2 separate regions of the Triticum aestivum genome follow, and region 1 is linked to region 2. A link is a contact called in public Hi-C data. All regions are on one chromosome and are shown on one strand. Each heading gives the region's core, a stretch centred on a gene start, on an enhancer-like site or on the middle of the called end of the contact. The rest is flanking DNA. Distances are from core to core; before and after follow the strand shown.

The links. A called contact is a pair of places that touch in the nucleus more often than the background predicts.
Region 1: a Hi-C map of leaf shows a contact between it and region 2, with 3 times the contacts expected there. The contact joins the promoter of LOC123046295 here to the promoter of LOC123046294 in region 2. A contact is called at or near these places in 2 of 5 Hi-C or Micro-C datasets (both in leaf).

What each region holds. Positions count from the first base shown.
Region 1 is chr2B:613,779,635-613,785,495 of IWGSC CS RefSeq v2.1, forward strand. It overlaps LOC123046295 (protein CHROMATIN REMODELING 19), which reads right to left and starts at 3,307. Exons shown (of 12, transcript XM_044469620.1): 1 at 2,152-3,307; 2 at 1,952-2,069; 3 at 236-276. The coding sequence starts at 3,099.
Region 2 is chr2B:613,117,647-613,123,664 of IWGSC CS RefSeq v2.1, forward strand. It overlaps LOC123046294 (protein indeterminate-domain 4, chloroplastic), which reads right to left and starts at 4,557. Exons shown (of 4, transcript XM_044469618.1): 1 at 4,229-4,557; 2 at 3,398-3,696; 3 at 1,609-2,008. The coding sequence starts at 3,620.

The DNA.
Region 1 (5,861 bases), core at 2,057-4,556, 660 kb after region 2:
TACTAATCAGTTTATTCTTGGAAATGTCACAAAAGGCTACAATCAAGTTGCATTTTATAGTATGTGTGCATAATGACAAAAAAACACATGAACAACAGTCCATTAGGACACAATAATAATGGACAGGGCGCAAAAACATCAAATTTGAACAAGCTAACTTATCATGCTTTAGTACTACCAGATTACGATGATTGATTATTTTCATTTTTACTTAAAACACTGTAAGCTTGCTTACCTGGACTGTCTTGCCGAGACCCATTTCATCAGCCAAAATTGCTGTAGAAAGGAGAGAAGGCTAACATGAATAATAGTCTTTTGAGCAGGGGAAAGTTAGAACATGATAAAAAAAAATGGAAAGAACCAGTATGAGCGTTGACTGGTACTACTCTGATAACCTCACAAACATAATATATGTAATGCAAGACAACATTGTTTCAGTCTTGCAGACCAGCAAGCACTAACACGGTACATTAGCACATGACAAGACAAGGTTTTCTGTACCGCATGAAAATTCTGATAGTTACAATGTAAATATTTTTACTCGGTGCACCTTTACAGTAAATTCGAATACCTGTACCTCATTTCATCAGCCAAAATTGCTGTAGAAAGGAGAGAAGGCTAACATGAATAATAGTCTTTTGAGCAGGGGAAAGTTAGAACATGATAAGAAAAAATGGAAAGAACCAGTATGAGCGTTGACTGGTACTACTCTGATAACCTCACAAACATAATATATGTAATGCAAGACAACATTGTTTCAGTCTTGCAGACCAGCAAGCACTAACACGGTACATTAGCACATGACAAGACAAGGTTTTCTGTACCGCATGAAAATTCTGATAGTTACAATGTAAATATTTTTACTCGGTGCACCTTTACAGTAAATTCGAATACCTGTACCTCATTTCATCAGCCAAAATTGCTGTAGAAAGGAGAGAAGGCTAACATGAATAATAGTCTTTTGAGCAGGGGAAAGTTAGAACATGATAAGAAAAAATGGAAAGAACCAGTATGAGCGTTGACTGGTACTACTCTGATAACCTCACAAACATAATATATGTAATGCAAGACAACATTGTTTCAGTCTTGCAGACCAGCAAGCACTAACACGGTACATTAGCACATGACAAGACAAGGTTTTCTGTACCGCATGAAAATTCTGATAGTTACAATGTAAATATTTTTACTCGGTGCACCTTTACAGTAAATTCAAATACCTGTACCTCATTTCATCAGCCAAAATTGCTGTAGAAAGGAGAGAAGGCTAACATGAATAATAGTCTTTTGAGCTGGGGAAAGTTAGAACATGATAAGAAAAAATGGAAAGAACCAGTATGAGCGTTGACTGGTACTACTCTGATAACCTCACAAACATAATATATGTAATGCAAGACAACATTGTTTCAGTCTTGCAGACCAGCAAGCACTAACACGGTACATTAGCACATGACAAGACAAGGTTTTCTGTACCGCATGAAAATTCTGATAGTTACAATGTAAATATTTTTACTCGGCGCACCTTTACAGTAAATTCGAATACCTGTACCTAAGAAGACTTACCAACTGCTCGTTTTAGAAGACAAAGGCAGCATAAGGATCGAAAGAATAGGATGCTCAGTGACAAGTGCCATGTTATCATGTATTTACTACTCCCTCCGTCTGGAAATACTTGTCGGAGAAATGGATGTATCTAGACATATTTTAATTCTAGATACATCCAACTTTATCCATTTTTGCGACAAGTAATTCCGGACAGAGGGAGTACTTAGCGAACTAAATGCAACTGACAATAAACAAGTGGGGTGAACTCAGATCCATCAGTTTGATGTCATGGCTAGATGTTACTGATGAAAAGGAAGCAATAGTTTGAGCAAAGACCACTTCATTGGCAGATGCCTTTCCGATGCAACAAGCATCTTCGGGTTCAAAATTTCAATTCACAGAAAATCACCTCCGCCGATGCCTTTCTGATGCAACAGTAGAAGGAAATTGACCCCCACAAGCTGGTATGGTTTCAGCACCGGGTTGAATTCCATGTCCTCGCTTGTGCATGCTGCATCCACATCTTCCTGTTCTCATATCCCATTGCATCAGAAGACAAAAACTCAATAGTTCAAGACCTGTAAACTGCATCAAAACTGATAAGTGTACCTGAGTGACAATCCGGACGGTGGAGGCATCTGTCTCAGCATAGCTTTCGCAATTCCGTGCTGAAGAACCATACAGCTCCTGCCTCAGATCAACCGAAATCCGTGAGCACCTGCGCAATGCCTTCCCCACCACATCCCCTTCCACCTCATCTGCCTTCACACTACTCTGCCCATTGTAGTCCCCATCTTCATCATCCTCGTTCTCCAACTCCGACCAGTTCACCCCATCATCCTCTTCTTCATCTCCTACCTCCACCACACCAGCAGCCACGGAGCCATCACTGTCATCATCGTCCTCGATCACGAATCGGCGACCAGTGGTGCGGCGCGGCCGTGATGACCTCGGAGCAGGGTGGTCGGAATCATCATCTGCGAGATCAGAGTCATCATCGGCGAGGTCGGAGTCCTCAAATGTGAGGTCTAAATCTTCCTCTTCCTCGGAGAGATCAATGGTGGCGGTTGCCAGCCGTCGGCCAGTGGAAGGGCGCGGCCGCGATCTCCTCGAAGCAGGGAGGTCGAAATCGTCGTCTTCGGGGTCGAATTCGTCTTCGGGTTCGAAGTCGTCGTCGGAGAGCGCCGCGACGATGGCGGCCTTGGAGGGTTTAGGGTTGTGCCGGGAGGATTGGGTGGACGGCGTGGCCCGCCTAGGCGGGCTTTTGTGCTGGGGACGCTTGAGCACGCGCGAGCTATCCTCGGCGCGGCGCGCCTTGACGCTTTTCCCCAGGTCGAAGTCGTCGTCGTCGTCGTCGTCGTCGGAGAGGACGACGGCGGCGCCGTTGCTGGTGCCGACGGCGGAGGAAGCCTTGGGGTCGTAGCGGAACGAATCGATGGGAGGGGGAGGCCGCGCGGGCGGCTGGGGGCTCCGGTGGGGGCGCTTGAGGACCCGGGAGGGCTTGAAGGTGTGGTTCGACCACTCGTCGTCGGAGATCTCCTCGAAATCCCGCCGCATCGGGGCGGCGGCTGCGGGCCTGCGGGTTCCTCTGGGGTCTAGGGTTTCGGGGGGAGGCGCGCGAGGGGGGCGGGTATGGTGCTGCTCTCCTAGTAGGCGAGGATCCGAGGCGGCGGCGGCGGCAGGGGGTGAGCGGGAGAATTGGGGGCGAAGACGAGGAGGCCGGGAAACTTTGGCGGCCCTAGAGAATGGGGAAAACGGAGCGGCGCCGAACAGAGCGCCAATTGCCTCCCAGGAGGAGGACGATTCGTTAAATTTTGCCGTTTTCAGGGGTGGTGTTTGTTTTTTCCAAAAAGTTTTGGAATATCTTTCCCTGGCGTGTATGAGCGGTGTACGTCACTGTGTTTGGGAGTCGTGGCAGAGGGCCGTGTTGCCGTCAGACCAATGAGATGGACGGTGGACCGATGATTCTTTTTTTTTTTTTGAAATTCACTCCTTCCCTTTATTAAACTAAATTAGGAAGTTCATCAGAAACAATGCTTAAAATACAATCTGGGGGGACATCTCCCACGACACCGAACATTATTACAGAAACCGAAACGGGCAATCTCATGAGCCGCTTTATTTGCCTCCCTTCTCACCCAAGTAGCTCTGAACTCCCCCAAGTTTGTGGCCATCAATTTGATTTCTTCCACCAAGATACCCACCACGGACAGATTTCGATCTTGCTCATTTAGCATCCTAGCCACATTAAGGCAGTCGGTCTCCAAGTGGAGCTTGGGCACATCTCTTTGCAGCGCTAGTTCGACCGCCCTCCTACATGCCAACAGCTCCGCCAACTCTGCCGATGTGATATCCGGGTGAAAAACTGCATCCGCACCTCTGAAGGCACCCTCCTCATCTCTGAACACCACTCCGCCACCTCCACTTTGCCCCGTCCGCGACAGAGCGCCATCGACGTTGGCCTTGAGTCAGCCTGATGCCGGTGGTTCCCATCTAGCGCGTTGGGGAGGAGGTGTTGAGTTCTCCTTTTGGCCCCGTACTTTCTTCCATTCCTCCATGATCGCTGCTACCCTCCTCGCCACCATGTTGGCCTCCTCAATTCGTTTCCCATCCCGGGTTTCATTCCTTGCCAGCCATATCGCATACAAGCCCTGAACCATCGCTAATTTCTCGTCCTCTGAAGAATCCGCAAACCACTGAAGCAGCCATGATGCAACCGAACTCTGGGTGTCCGTCGACCAAGGTGGGATCGCCACCCTTGCACCCAATACCGAGTTCAGCTCCTTCCAAAAAAGTATGGAATGGTAGCAGCCCCAGAATCTGTGATATACCGTTTCTTCCCTCCCACACGCTGGGCAGAAAACACCGGGCTTGATCCTTCTGCGAAGAAGCTCCGAACCTACCGCCAATCCATTCTTGATCAACCGCCACGCATGGATCAATACTTTCCCTGGCGCGTTGGTGCCCCACAACGCCAACCAACTCCGGTGGTTCACCGCAGTAGAGGACGATCCTGGCTGTCCAGTTCTCGCCTTCTTCTTCTCCATGCATAGGTGGTAAGCAGATTTGACGGAAAACTTTCCCGTGTTTGTAAAATTCCAAGCTAGGATGTCCTCCGTACCCGGTCCACCCACGCAAATCTGTAGAATATCCTGCACATCGCCGTTGGTGAACATTGCTTCCAACTTGTGTCGATCCCAACCGGTAGCCTCATCATTTAGGAGATCACTCACCCTCGTAATCCCCGGTATATACACCTGGCCCAGTGGCCGTAGGCTGCCTTTGCGAGGGATCCAATTATCATGATGAATGCATATGGTGGATCCGTCACCTACTCGCCATATAAGACCGTCCAAAAGCAAATTTCTGCCATGCAAAATGCTTCTGAAAGTGTACGATGCACCACTCGGACAGGTTGCATTTAGGATTGATCCATGATCATAGTAGCGTGCTTTGAGGACGCGTCCACAAAGAGAAGACGGGACCTGCAATAATCTCCAGGCTTGCTTGGCGAGTAGTGCTTGGTTGAAAGCTTCCATATCTCTAAAACCCATCCCTCCCTCTTGCTTGCTCTCACACATTTTCTTCCACGCTATCCAGTGAACCTTCTTCTCACCATTTGCCTCACCCCACCAAAATTTAGAAGATATAGATGTCAGGTTCCCGCACAATTTCTTGGTAAGTTGGAAGCAACTCATGGTGAATGTTGGGGTTGACTGGAGCCCCGATTTGACCAACACCTCCCGAGCCTTTTTCGATAGACCTTGCCCTTTCCAGCCGGTGACCTTACCCTTTGCACTCTCCCGGGCATATTTAAAAGTACCCTCCTTAGATTTCCCCACCGCAGTGGGCAGTCCCAAATATTTCTCACCGAGAGCTTCAGAAGTAATCCCGATAATAGCCTTAAGATGATCTTTGGTGTCCTCTGTGCTTCCTTTCCCGAAGAAGATAGAAGATTTTTGTAAGTTAACTTTCTGTCCCGATGCTGCCTCATAGTCCTGCAGGATTGTTTTGAGAGCAAGAAGATTACTTTCAGCACCTTCAAGGAACACTATACTGTCATCAACAAAGAGGAGGTGGGTAACGACGGGGCCAGTGCTCCCAAAAGAAACCCCCTTAATGTCACCAGAACTTTGTGCATGTTCCAGCAACGCTGAGAAGCCCTCCACACAAAACAAGAACAAATAAGGTGAGAGGGGGTCTCCTTGACGGAGGCCCCTAGACAGCAGAAAAGAGTCCGAGATTCCTCCATTGAGCTTCACCATGAATCTTGCCGACGTCACGCACCGCATTATCATATGAATCCATGCCTCATGAAA
Region 2 (6,018 bases), core at 3,307-5,806:
TGACTATTATCGCTAGTGTACCACCACACCTTGCTGTCCAAAGACTAGTGCTAAAATTAGGAAACTGGTAGTATGGGTCAAAGGTGTTGGGTATAGTATGAATCCATGCATGCATGCACCACAAATCAAGCTCAAGATCCCAGAAATCGATGTGTGTCAATCAAGGGAGAGGCCGCGCCGGGGAAAGGAGAAATCTCATCATAGCTTGCCATGCTACGCCTTTCATAGGTTCCCACTAGTAGGAAGCTTCAAAGGAGAAAGGCTTCCAGACAAAGACATCAGACATTGTCATGCACACGAACACACACACCAAGGAGCTGCGTAGAGCAGAAAACTTTGCGGGGCTGGTAAGCTCGCCTCCCGAGGCGCCTTGACACAGGAAAAAGCAAAAGCCTGCGCCAGTGAAACTTAAAAAAGCCTACTGCCCCCCAAATCAAGGAGCTCAAAACAAAGAATGCCAATTATTCGTACTTAGTGTACTCCACCTCAACAGTTGAATGTGTAAAAACGATGATATGGACGCATATGGAACATACTATAGCTTCTAAACTTGGGAAAAAAAAAAGACATGCACTATAGATTTACGCTCAGAGAAGAAGCGCCGAATTGTTTCTTTTTTTTATATCATCAGGTCTCTTCCCTTGGAGGAACAGTGAAAAAAGAGACGACACTCCATTGCTCATGAATGCAACTCCTGCTGGTGTTTCCCTAAGTGCTAACTCCCCATTGGAGAATTTTATGCCAAAACCATGAAAGAGAGGAGTGACCACTTGAATGAATGAATGAATGCACCTTAAGTCAATCAATGAATGAACAGTTCCTCAAATTACACTTGCAACTAGGCTGGCGATGCATGGGCGATGAGACATGGGATGGACATTGCGACGCATCCATGAAAAGGCGTGGGCCTCTCTCGCTGGTCGCTGCCACGGCCAACGAACGGCTCTGCCACATCTTAGCCGGCCAGCCAACTCACATGAGAAGTTTAGCTGCCTACTCCTACATGGCAGCCAAGCGATGCAGTAGAAAGAGAAAACTATGGAAGAGAGAGAGGGTAAAAGAGAAAGCCTGCATGCTGCTGACGAGTTGGACCAGGAGGAATGCGGGTCTACAGGACAGTGTAACAGATGTCTTAGTCTGTAGCGTGTGTCTGGCTAGAGAGAGGAGAGAGAGCTTGTTTCTGGTTCCATCTTCCCAAGGCACCAAGCTAGGAAAGGGAAAGGATGGCTTCTGGGCAGTGCCAAAGGACTCAAAATATTCCAGCCCATTTCACGTGCGAGCAGTTTCACTGTGCGCCCTCTCTCTCACTCCCCTTCGTCGCCCGCGGCCGTCTCTATTGCTTTCCTTCTCAGCAGGCTAGCCAGAGAAGGAAGGAAGCAGGAGCTCGAACAACAACAATGTCCATCGACATCGGCACAAGGCCATTCAAAACCCTAACCCTAAACCAAAGCAGTGCCCATTATGGCATGTACGCGCAGTGCCATGCATGCAGCGAGGCCTGATCGATTTCACGTACATTCTATCTATGTAGACATCGGAGCGGTAGAAATGCAGGAGACAGTATATAGGTAGAAGAAGCTGGGTAGGGAGCAGTGGCTGGTAAGTTACCGGGAGAAGAGGGTGCCGCAGTCGCAGCGGTACTCGCGGGTGCCGCAGATCTTGGAGTGTGCCTTCCAGTCCGACTGCACGGCGTAGCGCTTGGAGCACTTGTCGCACTTCCACTTCTTCTCGCCGTGCTTGCGGCAGAAGTGCTTCTTGATGCCGGTGAGGTCGCCCAGGGCGCGGGACGGGTCGTGGTGGACGCACGTCGGCTCCGGGCACAGGTACACGCGCCTGCGCTGCACCTGGTTCGGATTCTTCTGCTTCAGCTTCCATGGCAGGTTGTGGCCGCGGCGGTGCAGCTGCAGATTCTGCTCGCGCTGGAACCCCTTGTTGCACACCTCGCACACGAACCGGTTCGTCGCCATCAGCGTCTTGGGCGACAGCGCGATCACCTCCGCGTCCGGGTCTGCAACCAATTCCACCATGCATTTCATCATCAAATACAGTGCATATATACAAATATGACAATTAGCTTTGCATACAAAAAAGGTATCCCAATTGATGACTCGATACGTCATGCATAAGACAATCAATAAAACGCTTGGAAATTAAGAATGGGTGGCCATATATTTAGGGCGTTCCATGCTTGGACAGGTAGGAAGGATATATATGCTTCTAGAAGAGCAAATATTTGAGCAAGGGTCTTATTAATTATATGCTGTGGGAAATTTCTTAATGTTGGAGTATTAATTTTCCTTATCTGTGAGGCGCTCGCACATGATCAATGAGTGAATAATCCCATTGGAGCTAGTAGAAATCACGGATTTGAGAAGATATCGTTGCTTACTTCCCTGGGTGGGGGCCGGTGAGCTAGAGAGTAGAGACAAACTAGAGCACGGAGAAGAGAATATTTGCATGAGATTTTGGGGAAGAAAGAAGTTTGCAGGAAGTGATATAGAGAACAAAGGAATTGTCATGGATTGTGCCCTCGCTCCTGCTTGCACCTCATAATTGGGGAAAAGAATTGAATGAGCTCCAGTAGAGAGGATGACAGCTCATGTACATGGAATCTTGGAGCAAGAAAAAAAATAAGAACCGGATATTTTTCCTCAAAAATATATCCAACTAGTATAGTATACGGTTCTTCTTTCCTACCAAAGATACATAAAAACTAAAAAAATCGAGTTAGAAATTTTGGAACCGACTGATCTGATGAGAACACGAGACTTTGGAAGAAGAAGAAACCGGCCGTAACAAGGAGGAGCCTACTCGATCCAGAGCCACGAGTAAAGTACCCTAGTTCCTGTTCGTCACCTGAATTAATTGTCCTCCTTTCAGGTGATAGTACAGAGCTTTAAATGAACTCGTATTGATTAGCAAGGAGCGACTTGAAGGCCAAGTATCTTCCTCGAGGCTACAGCTAACTTCGAATTGAAGTAGACCCTGAGTATAGGGGAACGGATCCAGTGAACCAGGGATAGATGAGAAATTAAGGAGTTACAGTAAAAGAGTACAAGCTGGGAAATTAGGGAGTGAAATTAAGGCGTGTGTAGTAGCAAGAACAGACTGTCGCTCAATTACACACACGTCAGTTACTACACACAAAAAAAGGTGCAAATTCTCCAGCAGTACCAAGTATTAATTCACTACCAAGCAAGAAACAAAGCAGAAAGTAACTGAGTAAATAAAAGAGAAGATACTGAAAAATAGAGAGAGAAAACCCCAAGTGTGCGCATGTGAGAGAAGATGCTTGCACTGTCAGGAACCAAACGATAAGACGCCAATCAGTCCAGACAAGACCTTGCAGTTAGCATGCATGACTGGAAATATTAACCAGGGTCCACGATTAGATTACCGGGTAGAGTCCTCTTCTTCTTGGCCGGTGGTGCCGCCGCCGGAGCGCCCTGGCTGGACGCAGCAGGCGCCGCGCTCCCCACGCCGGACAGTGCCACCGCTGCCAGCTGCTGCTGGTGCTGCTGCTGCTGCTGTGATATCAGCGGTTTCAGCTGGTCTTGCTGGTCCCCATCCCTCATCCCGAAGAACGCCGCCGCTGCCGCTGCCGATGAATTCGATGCCATCGCCTCCCAACCTACGTCGTCACACCAACTCCGGATTGTTCTTGGATTGGCAGTGCTCCTTCTTCTTCCCCCTTCGCTGAAACAAAGCAAGATTTTCCATGTGAGACGTCGCAATTAAGAGAGTAAAAACTGACACTGCACAGCGCATGCAAGCAAGCGACCATGAGAGAGAGATCTGGAAGACTCTTGCTCCCCGAGGAAAATTAAGGAGGAGAAGGACGAAGACGACGAAAGAAGCACAACTGGTTGGGAGGAAGAGGGAGCAGATGGAAAGGCCCCAAAATTCCCTGAGCGCGTGATGGCTATACCTATCTCATATACCTTGGAACCGATCTGAAACAACAAACAAATCGACAAGAAGCCGAGAAAAACTCCAAGGCCTCGGCCGCTTAGGACCCTTCCGAGATTAACAAAAGAACAAAGTGGACAGGGAAATCCAAACAAACAAACAGTTGCACTCAAAACAAAGTAAAAAAAGAGAGAGAAGGCATACGAACAAAAGCTCGCAAACACCCACACCCACAGAACTCACATACATACAGATATTTAAAAATTTGGAAAGGAACGCAACAAGGAACTAGAGGAGGAGGAAAAAAAACATGGGATACCTCACTCTCTCCCTGCTAGCTTCGTCTCTTGCTTGAAACTGAGGGGATAGAAGTGGAGGAGAGGGGGCGGAGGAGAGGGCCGGGGAGAGGCTAAGAGGGTTGTTGTCTCATTTCTTTCATCTCCTTGTCATACTTTTCTTTCTCTATCTATCTCTTCCCTCCCACGCTCTTATATGCCCCCCTCTCGCTCTATAAAATTAATTGCTGAAATCTTGCCTCTGCTCTTTCCCAGGCCTATGCACACCATGGAAATATATAAAAGATGGGGATTATATATACAGGCCGGAGCAGGAGAAAGGGGGAGAGGAAAGAGAGAGGGGATGGGGGCGGGGGCAAGCTCACGCAGCCCAGCGGCGTCGTGGAGCGTGTGAGGGTCGGGTCCACCGACTGCTGCGTGGGGCTTACCTCTCGCCATCTCACACGCGCGCGCGCAAGGCCTTTTCTTTTCCCCTTGTTTAGTTTTGGTTTTCTTTAGAGGTTTATTGTTGTGCGATTGCAGCCGTGTGCTTAAGTTTCGTGCCTTGCTAGCACGTTACTACAAATTAAAAGCATGGCTTTGGATCCCCCCTGTTACCTAACTTCTGTTAGACTGTTTTAACCTTTTTGATGATGCTAGTTTGCACGCATATGTTTGGCCATGTTGTGCAACAAACATCACATTCTCCATCTGAACGTTTATGAGTAAGCCACAAACATAAATCTGTAAAGGAGCAAACCGGCCTAGGAACTTTTTGTTGCGCAATCTGTGGTACAAAAAATGGCTATACCAAGTTACCAACCACCGCGTATTGCCATTGAATTACCTGCAAACTAAAAACATAGAGAACGTTACATTGATATGTAAAAAAAAAACACTGTCGTTGCGGCCACCGTTGTAAACAAGAACAATGTAATCCGGGAGGAACGCAACAACTCACCATCGACAAAGGAATGACCTAGAGTGACTCATGAGGTGATTCGTGTAGTGATAATGGTGGCACACGGGAGCAAGACGTCACCATGGGGGACTTCAAGGTTCATACCCCACGAGCGGCTCCCCTCTTACCCTTTCCTATGCCCAGCCCCATGACTCCACCCTAATTCATTCTGATCAACCACCCCGAGACCATTCCGCAATTTCGATCTGGCGATCCAGTGCCTCTTAACTACTAGAGATTAGGTGGGGAGCGGCTTGGGAGCACCTGAGGGCGGTGACGGGACGGGATCAAAGAAGCTAGATCGGGTCTACGAGATTTGTAATTGGTTCCCCAACATAAGGGAAATGCATCGGGCATCAGAAGTTGGTGTTGAGGGCGACGAAAGAAGAGAGGAAGACGACAATAGGTGAATTACCTAGAAAATAAAGGATAATGAATGTTACAAGGATATGTAAAAATAATGAGATTGCTGTTGCGACCACCATTGTAAATAAGAACACTGTAATCTGGGAGGTAACACAACAACTCAACATCTACCGAGGAATGACCTGATAGAGAGCGGCTCGGGAGGCGATTCGTGTGGCGATAATGGTGGCACACAGGACCGACACGTCACCATGGAGGATCTCGAGGTTCATGCCCTACGTGTCGCTCCCATGTTATCCCGTCCTATGCCCCTCGGATGTCAATGAAGGTGGTGTTGAACAATGGGAGACGGTGCCTACTCCATCGAGATCATGTATTGGGACACGAGAGAGAGGTTCCTACACATATCCGAGAAATAGGTGGCATTGTCGCGAGTTCCAGTCATGAGAGTTGGCCCAGAGGAGCAGTCCGTTGGAGTGGTACCATCTCCAACATCTGCGAAGCATT